Linked DNA regions of Mus musculus: region 2 is linked to region 1. A link is a contact called in public Hi-C data. All regions are on one chromosome and are shown on one strand. Each heading gives the region's core, a stretch centred on a gene start, on an enhancer-like site or on the middle of the called end of the contact. The rest is flanking DNA. Distances are from core to core; before and after follow the strand shown.

Region 1 (5,233 bases), core at 1,048-3,547:
GGTAACTGATAGAGTGTATGTGGTAGACAGCTCGGACGGAGTGATTGCTACAAATGGTGGGAGGGGCCTCCCGGGGTGAAGGAAGGGTTTCGATGCTGGTTACTTGGTCAGCACAGTGTGTCAAAACCCACACACACCAGACATGGTGGTGAATGCCTGCAAGCCCAGGACTTGAGAGGTGGAGACAAAAGGATCAGGAGTTCAAGGTCACCCTTGGCTATGTGTCAAGTGTGAAGCCAGCTTTCCGTACACACAGAGCCTCTCTAACACCGCCCCGTTTGAATCTCTATAATTTATAGCTCGTCAGTTATACCATAGTCAAGTTGATGGTTTGGTTTGGTTTGGTTTGGTTTGGTTTGGTTTGGTTTGGTTTGGTTTGGTTTGGTTTGACACTAAGTTTTCCTAGGTAACTTAGGCTGCTCTTGAACTTACAACATTGCCCAGGCTGGCCCAGCACTGGAATCATGGATCTATACCACCACAACCTGCTTTAAAGTTGGAATTTTTGTTTGTTTGTTTGTTTGTTTGTTTAATAATACCAATAAATACATAAGCCACGCCCTGGGTTGCTATACAGATTCTTTCTTATAGGGGGGGGATATGATGTAAACGAGGGGTTTTTTTGGTTGTTTGGTTGTTTGGTTGGTTGGTTTTTGGAAGAAAGTACCACACAACCCCAGTAACATTGAGGCAAGCAGACCCATCCTGGGGCCTTTGACCCCCTGACACTGGCTACCCTAGCAAGCCTGGTCCAGATTTCCTCTTTTGAAAGCAAACCTTGGCCTCCCAGGGCACTCAGGGAGGCCACTTCCTGGCCTTGACCTTGGGCAAGTCTACCACATGGGGCTTGGTTTCCCTCAAATCTCCCTGGGAGATAAAGATAGGGCCCTACCTCAGAAGATAGGGCAATGAGAATATAATTAGACACCTCAGGAGGCTGAGGCCCTGGGCACGGGGCCTGGTGCAGTGACTGCTCAGCAGCTGGGAGCCACAGCCATTGGCTTACTAGGGCAATGGAAAGCCATGGTGTAGGCTAAGGGGCTGGGGCTGGGGAGAGGCCCTCCTCCAGTGGCTTCACAGTCCAGCTGTCCCCATCCTTCATTACCAGCCCCAGCTGTTTGTTCCTCCCTCCCAAGAAACCGGACCCAGCCTACCAGGGTCCTATTCTGGGTCAGGAATGCTGCGTCAGCATTTCTGTGTGGACCCAGGACCTCGGGGGTGGGGGGTTGGGGGGGAGAGAGTGCAGGGTCAGCAGACCTGGCCCCAACAGAGACCATCTCCCATATCCAACCCCCATCTCAGCCCATGGGAGGATATGGTGGGAAGGACTAAGAAAAAGGCAGCCCCTCCCCCTCTTGTCCCCTCCCTGTCCCCTACCCAGAGCCCAGAAAAGAGGGCTATTCTGGGAGAGACACCTGTTGTCCCAAGTCCCATCCCTGCCCCCAGCTGGAGATCTGAGATTCAGAGAGACAGGATCAGAGGGACAGCCACACGCAGAAGGCTGAAGCCAAGGGCCAAGAGACAGAGACTCAGACATAAGATATACCAAGGAGCTGAGAAAGACTTCATCACCCAGGTACCCTCAGAGGCCATTAGCTGACATAGTTAAATCCTCCTCGCCAAAACCGAGGGGAAAAGTACATTGAAGCTCCAAGAGACCCCCAAGGAGACGGCCAAAGACTAGGAGTTGAAAAGAAAGGTGTTGTCCAGCCCACCCCAGCCCCCTTCCCAAGAATTTAAATAGGTCAGAGCCTGGAGCAAGAAGGGAATGAGGGCTGGGGTGGCGGTGGAGGACAGCTAAATTAAGCCCAAGAATTAGAACCACCTTCCTCAAGTGCCTGCTTCCAGAACGGCAGGAGGCGGGGTGCTTCCTCAATGACCCCAAATCTCTTATGTCAGGAGAGGGCGTCTGAGGATCCCACCCTCTCCTGCCCACTCGGTCCTCCTAAATCCTGCTAATTCTCCGTGGTCGAAAAGGTGATGAGAAAAAACGGAAAGACAAAGTGACCTCGGATTTCAGAGACCACCAGCAAGCAGGGAAGAGACAGAGAGACTCTCAGAAAAGTAAGCAAGAAATCACCCAAGACCTCCGGACCCAGACAAAAACGTACCGTCCGCAAAAACTGGACCTCGTCCTCGCCTTCACCTCCTCCATCACCCATGATGGCAATCCCCGGGTGTCCCGGGCTAGGGTCTGAGGATGGCGAGAGGGGGCTGCAGGCTTGGCGGGGAACCTGAGGGCGGGCTGGGGTCGGAGACCTCTAGGGAAGCCAGAGGCACCCGCGAGGGAGATGGAACTGCAGGAAGCATGCCCTGTGCGGGACACAATGAGAGAAGGTCCCCGCCCCACCGCACACCCATTGGGCAAGCATGGGACAAGCTACGCCCCTGTTCAGAACCCCGCCCACAGCACAAACTCTTGGTGGAAGGTGTTCGTTCTCTCCAGTGAACTGGGTGTCTAGAAAGTAGCTGAGTGGCCATGGTCACAGTGAGATATCATGTATATATTTGTTTGGCTGGCTCTCCCTTTACCCCTTCCTCTCTCCCTCCCCTTCCCCTCCCCCTCCGAGTGTCATGTACTTCAGAATGGCCTTAAACTCCACATGTAGTCAAGAGTGATCTTGAACCTCTGGCCCCATCTGATTTATGTAATGCCGTGGTTCAAACCCTAGATCACTTGCATGCCAGGCAAGCATTCTACCATTGGGCTACACCCTCAGCCTAGTTCCATCCCTTTCTTAATGGCTAAACTGAGCTTCACCCTTGCTGCAGAATCACACAGTTGTAGCTTGGATGCACACCACATCCCCTAACATTAAAAAAAAAATCACTTAGTACCAGACAGAGTGGTATGGCTTATCATCCAAGCTCTGAAGAGATTGAGGCAAGAGGATTGTAAATCTGGAGTTGGGACCGCATAATAAGAGCCTATCTCAGTGTCAACCAGCCAGACCCCCTGGAACTCCGGGGGACTGGACCACCAACAAAAGAATACACATGGAGGGACCCATGGCTCCGGCCGCATATGTGGCAGAGGATGGCCTTGTTGCACATCAGTGGGAGGAGTGGCACTTGGGCCTAAGGGTGTTCAATGGATGCCCCAGTATAGGAGAATGCTATGGTGGGAAGACAGGAGTGGGAGGGTGGATGGGGGAGCACCCCCATAGAAGCAAGAGGAGGGGGGATGGGATAGAGGGTTTCCGAAGGGGAGATCTGGAACAGGGAAAATTTTTGAAATGTAAATAAAGAAAAGGAAGAAAAAAAAAAAAAAGACCCTGTATCAAAACAGAGACAAAAACAGGGCTGCAGGCATGCCCTAGTCGATATAATGTTTATCTAGCTGTCACAAAGCCCCGGGTTCCATCCATAAACTGGGAGTGGCCATGTGAGTCTGTAATTCCAGCAAGCAGAAAGGATCAGAAACTCAAAGTCAACCTCAGCTCCCTAGCTGGAGGCCAGCCTGTGCTACCTGATACCCTGTCTCAAAACTGGGGGGCAGGGGCATGGGTGTGGGAGGGGGGAGAGAAAACACCAGCCTGACCTTGAACTCGCAAACATCCCAGGCCTCTGCCTCCCAGCACTGAGGTTAAACAAATGCGTCACCCCACCCCACCCTACCCCACCCCACCCCACCCCACCCCACCCCACCCCACCCCCGAGCCCCCAGCTAAAACCTGCCTTTTGAAGTAGTCCTGACTGATGTCTCTTACCCACCTGTTGCAGTTCAGGTGTGAGCTAAGATCTTTTTATTACCACTAGTTTCTCACAACCATGCTATTATTGGCATGCTTAACAGCCAGCAGAAAATAAAAGCACGTGGCCCCTGCGGAGATCTCCTAAATGCCCTGTAGTCCCCAGGGTAACCTTTAGGGGGCACAATTTCCCCACTCTCACAGTGCCAAGTCTGCAGATGTGAAGAGCTGCCTTTGGGAGATGGAGTCAGGCACCTTACACAATGTCACAGAGGCTGAGCTGGGGATCTAGACCTAAAGATAGGGTTCCACACCTCCATATCTGCATATGATTTTCTAATTTAGCCATGTGGAGGCACACTTTAGGAGGTAAAGGTAGAAGGAACAGAAATTGAAGGCCAGCCTTGGCTACATAGTACATTCCAGGCCAACCACCTGCATTACATGAATTTCTGTCTCAAAAAACAAACAAACAAACAAACAAACAAATAAAGAGCCAGGAGGTGCATGCGGATAGTGGGAGGCAGAAGCAGACAGAGTTTGGTGAGTTTGAGGCCAGTTTGGTCTACAGAGTGAGTTCCAGGCTAGACAGAGCTATGTATCATCAACTGTCTGAAAAAATAAAGTAAAATAAATAAAGGACAATATGATGACTCAGCTGGCAGGCTGCTTGCCCCCAAGCCTGATGAAGATCTGAACTTGATCCCAGCGACCCAAATAATGCAATGGAAAAAGTTCTGTATGATGACCCCTTACTTCACATGCCAGCCATGGTGGTGTGGGCAACCTACACACACATGCATGCACACACACACACATACACGTATACACACATACATACACACATGCACGTATGCACACACACATACACACATACATATACATATGCACACATGCACACACATACACATATACACACATACATATACACATTCACACACACATACACATATACACACATACATATACACACACACACATACACACATACATACACACATGCATACACATACACATGCATGCATACACACACAAGAACACACATGCACACACATGCATACACATATACACATACATACATACACACATGCACACACACATACACATGCAGACATACACACAGGCATACATACATACACACATGAACAAATGCACACACACAGACACATGCATGCACACACACATGCACATACACTTATACACACACATACACAGAGACATACACACATACACACACACACACATATATGTATGTGTGTGTGTGTGTGTATATATATATACACACACACATACATACACATACACACATACATACACACACAAAATAAATGTTGTAATCCAGGCATGGTGGCACACGCCTTTAATCTCAGCACTCAGGAGGCAGAGGCAGGCAGATTTCTGAGTTTGAGGCCAGCCTGGTCTACAGAGGAGTTCCAGGACAGCCAGGGCTACACAAAGAAACCCTGTCTCAAAAAAAACAAAAACAAAAACAAAAACAAAAACAAAGAAGAAGAAGAAGAAGAAGAAGAAGAAGAAGAAGA
Region 2 (5,895 bases), core at 3,272-5,771, 230 kb after region 1:
TGTGCTACCAGATCCAGCTCCCACCAATGTCCAAGGACAGGGCCCACACCAGGCTGGAAATGCCCTGCTATGCTCTCTTGCCTCCACATCCTGGCACCGCTCAGTGGCACAGTTGAGTGATAACTGGAGACTGTCTGTCACCTGTGGGGGTGGGGCAGTGTTACCTGGGGCAGCACAGATTTCTAAGAAATGTATGTTGAACGAACGAATGAATGAATGAATGAATGAATGAGGTAGTCAGTGAGGTCAGAAGGTGAGAACTACTTGTCTAGGAAGATAGCCTAAGATAGCACCCTCATGCTGCCTTTTTCTTTGTCTCCATGGCAACACTCCTGGGCTCCCAGAGTCAGGAGCTCCTCAGAGGAGGGAATCGAGGACTCAGGCACTCCCAATCTGCTGGGGTTTTTTTTTTTTTTTTCCTTCTTTCTCTCCCAGCTCTCCTATTTCTGCTTGTGGTTCTGGGATTTGAACTCTGGGCCTCACAAATACTAGGCAAACATTGTCCTACTATGCTACATCCCCAGTACAGCCATGATGGTTTTCAAATCTGTCAGAGACCCTTGGGGGAAATCATGAAATCCTTCTAGCAAGGAGGGAGCTATGTTCCTCAGTTTACGACTGGAGCAGATCAAGGTGTGCAGCTAATGAGAGCCACTGCTTGGAGCCCAGCTATTTCTATGCAGAAACACAGCTCTCTCCCACGTGAGCTTCTCTGAGTGTGGTCCTGAGACTGCACCCATCAATAGCTTAGAGCTGGAGAGATGGCTCTGCGGTTAAGATCACTGAATGCTCTCCCAGAGGACCCAGGCTCAATTCTGAGAACCCACAGGGTGGCTCACAATCATCTGTACCTCTAGTTCCAAGGGATCTGATGCCCTCTTCTGGTGTCCTTAGATGCCAGGCACATGTGTGGTACACAGACATACATAACACATTAAAAAAGAGAAACAAAAGGAAAAGGAAAAGGAAAAGAAAAAGAAGCCAGATATGGTGGCATACACCTTTAATCCTGACATTCTTAAGGTAGGGGCAGGTGGATCACTGTGAGTTCAAAAACTACTTGGGGAGTTCCAGGCCAGCTAGAACTATATAGTGAGGCCCTGTCTCAAAATAAATAAATGAATACATTAAAGAAGAAAAGAAATGAAACAAAGGCATGCGGTTATGGAGGCCCCAGGTTCACAGGCAAAGATGCAGGAAGTCTTTACCCCAGGAAGGCCTGAGCTTTTCTGGAAGTCCTGGGTTCAGGCCAATTAGGCAGAGAGGCTGTGGCTTCCAGAAGCATGTCAGTGGGGCACGGGGATGGGACCAAGCTGGTCCCTCTACTGAACACTGCCTCCCTTTCTTGGGCAGACTGTCCATTGCTTTCCCAGGCGCACTAAGTGTGTGGGTTCAGACTCAGGGCTGAGGTACTTGCCTCTCCCTATCTGCCTTCCTATTTGTGCTGCTCAGAGCGTGGCCCTGAGACCACCATGTCTATCCACATCTACGAGCTTTAAAAGAAAATGCATCTTCCTGCACCCCACCCAGCCTACCGAGGCAGAACTCAGGGTTGGGGGTGGGCTGATCAGGAGTGGGTCTGGAGACTATGGCTCAAAGCCAGAGGCTGGAGGGCCACAGTGGGCCTTTGGAGACCCACTTGCAGCTGGGACAGTCACATGACACCACCAGCTGTGGGTGGTTCTGAGGACGCATTTGCCTTTTCCACCCAGAGGAGCATGGCAGAGATGCTGTAACTCGCCTTTGTTCTCTGACCCCATCTTGAGACCTGACAGCCACCGGCATGGTAAGAGCTGAGGTCCACAAAGGCAGAGACCAGTCCTTGGGACCCACCCAGCAGGCGGCGGCGGCGGTGGCGGCGGCCTACTCTACCCACTCTGGGCATTGTGTTGGAAGACTGTTAAGTCCCTACTATTTTGACCTGCATAAATACACCTGTGATAGATAAGATCTGAAACTCCTCACAGAGTTAAAACCATCGGTCATAGAGAGCAGAGAGAAGACAGAGGGCCAGAGAGAACCCGAGACAGATGAAGACAGACAGACAGCCAAGAGCTGCTCTCCCTGTCTGGTCTTTTGTCTCCCTGACGGGTATGTGGCGTGAGCTCTCCAACCCAACTCTGCAAGCACAGTTATCAGCAAGTGTATTTTGGAGAAGGATCTCAAATTAGGGGTGTGGGTTCTCACCTGGGTTGCCTTGGTGGGTCTCGGCTGCCCCCCACCAGGCCTGGAGGAGTGCAGGAGCCCGAAGAGTACAGCTTCGGCCGGTAGCCCTTGTTCTGGCCGGCCACCACAGGTGCAGGGGACACTTCCCGCCGTCTGTCCACAGGGTGGGGTCTCCCGGCCGACTCTCGGCCCCCGCCACAAAGACCTATATTTCCGGGAGGCTTGTGTGGCTTGGTGGGCCTCGGTGCTTTGGCTAGGGACATGCAACTGGGGCTGGAGGTGTAGAGCGTGGTATCGATGCCACTGTCACTCGAACCTCCCTTGGAGAAGGGGTCCTGCTCTGGCTCCAGGGGGTCCAGGGGGTCGAACCATCGGTCATCACTATGGCTGCTGGAGGCGTTGCTGGAGAGGGTGTTGCTGCTGGAATGGCTGGAGTACTGAGGTTCGCCCTGGAAGGAAGGCAGGTGTGTCTGCCTGACTCCAGGGATGGGGGCCTCTGCCCACACTGCAACCCAGAGCCAGACGCATCCATATTCTGGCTCCTCCCTTACTGGTACAGTAACTCTACATGACAGGAGTTACTTTCTCCCAGCCTGAGTTTTGTAAAGTGGCTGTGTGATTAGAAGTCCTGCCCCATCTGATGCTTGGACTGACGTATCTCAAACTGAATGTTTCTCAAACCGAGGTCTGGGGCTCCCTTCTAACCCCAGCTCCTTCCTTCCTCGAGTCTTTTCAGCACCAGCTCTGCAAACCTGCTGCCTATATCTTCCAGACACACGAAGGAGCTGTCAGGTTGGCACCCTCCTTTGTTCTCTCTGGGTCCTGTCTGGCACCGTCCCCCGTGGGGCCGCTGCTGCCCATTCCTCTTTATCTCCCTATCCAGATTTGTTCCCAATATGTGCTCAGAGGACAGCTGTGAGCATCTGTGTGCAATCACGTCCCTCCTCCCCTACTTGGAACTCTCCTGTGGCAATTTTAGGGCACAGGTCGGAGTCCTTACCACAGCTCGTGGGCCTCAGTGGTCTGACTCATGCTCTGGTATCTAATGTCGCCTCCCTGTCTCTCTAGATCACTGCTCCAGCCACACGAGTCTCCTGTGTTCTCTGGATGTGGCAGGAACAAGCCTCCGGGCCTTTGCACTTGTTGTTCCCTGTCTGTGACATTTTTCTCTCAGCTCTTTTTATGGTTCCGTTCTGACTTCATTCAAAGTCACCTTCTGCACTGGCTGGCTTTATGTCGACTTGAGACTAGAGTCAACAGTGAGGAGGGAATTGCCTCCGTAAGACCAGGCTGGAGGCAAGCCTCTAGGGCATTTTCTTAATTAGTGATTGAAGGGAGGGCCCAGTTCCATAGATGGTGCCATCCCAGGGCTGGTAGTCCTGAGTTCTCTAAGAAACCAGGCTGAGCAAGCCAGTAAGCAGCAACCCCCTTCCCCCCATGGCCTGTGCATCAGCTCCTGCCTCCAGGTTCCCGCCCTGTTTAAGTCCTACCCTGACTTCCTGTGGTGACGACCAGGGCAGTGGAAGTGTAAGCTGAAGCGACCTGTTCCTCTCTGAGCGGCTCCCTGGTTTTGTTTCAGCACAGCAGTAGTGATGCTGGCTAGGACGCCTCCTCCCAGGGCTCTGGTGAGTATTACCTAAGGCCACACTAGGCTTTCTTTACATGCTATTATGCTTCTGCCCACTTAGGGCTTGCTACCCACATTGGGTTGTCAGCTTCCTCAGGACAGTGGCTCCTCTGTCCTCTTCATCTGTATGGTCCCAATGCTCAGCCTGAGAAACGAGGTCGTCAAGACCAAACTGGACATACAGGACTCCATTTCCCAGCCTTCTTTGCAGGGATGGAGCCCTACCCATAGCAATGCATGTGGGTGACTCATGCCATTTCTGTCCTGGGCTGAAAAATCTCCTCCTTGAGCCCCCTCTTCCTTCTACCCTACCACTGGCTGCAACAATGCAGGTCCTAGCAAGGGACCCAGGACAGGGCTTGGAGGCCTTGAAGGACAAGCAAGTGACAGCAGGGAGCCTGAGTCCCTGACTCACCCTGTGCCACACTGCATCCTGCTGGGGAGAGACTGACTTTCTATGGCAGAAGGTCTCTGAAATGCAGGGGCTGCAGGCACAGTACTTGCCTACCAGGACCTCCGTGGCACAGAGAAGGAGGAAAGGATTTGTCAGAGGTTACTCGGCTGAGCGTTGGAGCCAGGATGTTATTTAGCCCCTGTAGAGGGGATCGTAGCTATGGCTGAGGATGAGCCCACACCCAGAGGAAAAGCTGCCCAGCCGTCTACAGCCATGTGCTCAGGAAAGCCACCAGCCAGCCAGCAGCCAGCAACCCGCCAGCAACCAGCCATCGCAGGCTTCACGCCCTGAATGAGGCAGGGCAGGGCAGGGCAGGGCAGGGCAGGGCGAGGCAGGGTAGGGTGGGGTAGGAGTGACTCACTTTGGAATGCCTATTGGGAGAATCTTTGCCAGCTGCGTCCTGCCTGGAGGGATGCTTGCTGCCAATGCTTCCAGTCATGGCGGAGAGCCTGGCCTGGGCCGGCACGTGCCACAGAGGCTCTGCAGGAAAAGAGGAGACACATTGGTGGTTAGGGGTGATGCAGGTCAGGGCCTGGTACTCCTCTCTAACTGCGGCTGCATGGTCCTGCACTGGCTAACCCGTCTGCTCTTCAGGCTCTATCAGTGCAGGCCTACGCCAGCACTCAGGGGCAGGGGCATTTGATGAGCATGTACTATGTGGCAGAAAGCACTCTTTGAGCTTCATGTGGTTAACTCATCCCCAGAGGAGGCTGAGCACTGCCAAGTACTGGCCAGCTGCAGCCGTGTAACAGCTCCTTCCTGACGGAAGAGACTGGAATCTTACTGATGCATGTGCGAGTATGGGTGCCTGAGTGCCATGGCGTATGTGTAGAAGTCAAGGGCAGCTCTTGGGAGTTGGTTCTCTCTTTCCACTATATTGATGTGGAGCTGGGATTAAGGCTGTCAGTCACTCCCATCCCCAGCAGATGTGGGTCCCTCTTGTTCTTTCTGGAACTTCACTCCAAACTAGCTGCTCTGAGGCTACAGGCAATCTCCTGTCTCTGTCTTCCATCTCACTGTAGGAATGCTGGAATTGCAAGTGCATATTACCACATCTGGAGTACAACCACATTTGAATTACAGATGTGCACCATCACATCTGGCCTTTTGCATGGGATCTAGGAATTTAATACAGGTTATCAGGTTTGTGTGGCAACTGCTCTTATTCAGAGTCAACTCCCTAGCCTTGTATTCATTTATTAAAAATTTTATTACATCACTTGTTTGTGTCTCTGCCCACGTCCCTGGGGACTGAATTAAGGTCTTCAGGCTTGGTGGCAAGTGCCATCTTGCCAGCCCCTTGTTTGTTTTTGAGACAATGTCTCGGTTATAGAGCCCAGGCTGGCCTGGGACTCATTTTGACCCTCCTATTTCAGCCTTTCCAATGTTGGGACTCTAGACACGCACCACCATACCTGGCTGCATGTATCACTTTGCTGGGCAGGGCCAGCACTACTGAAGTAGATACGAGAACCACCTTGAGTAGAAGGGTGTCATCAACGCTCAGAGAGATCAAGTAACTTGCTTGAGGTCAGGGAGGGAGAAACTGCCAAGCAGGACGTGGAGGTCAGAGTCTCTGCCATCTAGTTCCCCACCATTCTGGGGCCTGCCAGCAACAACCAACAGTGACCACAAGGGCCTGCACAGT

Evidence for each region. A called contact is a pair of places that touch in the nucleus more often than the background predicts.
Region 2: a contact with region 1 is called in a Hi-C map of myocytes, with 2.7 times the contacts expected there. The contact joins the enhancer-like site here to the promoter of Ryr1 in region 1. A contact is called at or near these places in 12 of 484 Hi-C or Micro-C datasets (B cells, the G1E-ER4 cell line, the N1E-115 cell line and 7 more) and 4 of 9 other capture datasets (adipose tissue, embryonic stem cells, liver and 1 more).

Annotation. Positions count from the first base shown.
Region 1 is chr7:29,122,854-29,128,086 of GRCm38.p6, forward strand. It overlaps Ryr1 (ryanodine receptor 1, skeletal muscle), which reads right to left and starts at 2,298. Exons shown (of 106, transcript NM_009109.2): 1 at 2,112-2,298. The coding sequence starts at 2,162.
Region 2 is chr7:29,346,085-29,351,979 of GRCm38.p6, forward strand. It overlaps Sipa1l3 (signal-induced proliferation-associated 1 like 3), which reads right to left. Exons shown (of 23, transcript NM_001081028.1): 15 at 4,609-4,727; 16 at 2,188-2,615. Among named protein-coding and RNA genes, the nearest start is that of Dpf1, 41 kb to the left of the region's middle. Within about 2 kb of position 4,522, at least 40 of the 459 cell types and tissues checked have an H3K27ac peak or open chromatin away from gene starts, as enhancers often do. A contact at or near this core is called in embryonic fibroblasts and myocytes, where this site is marked.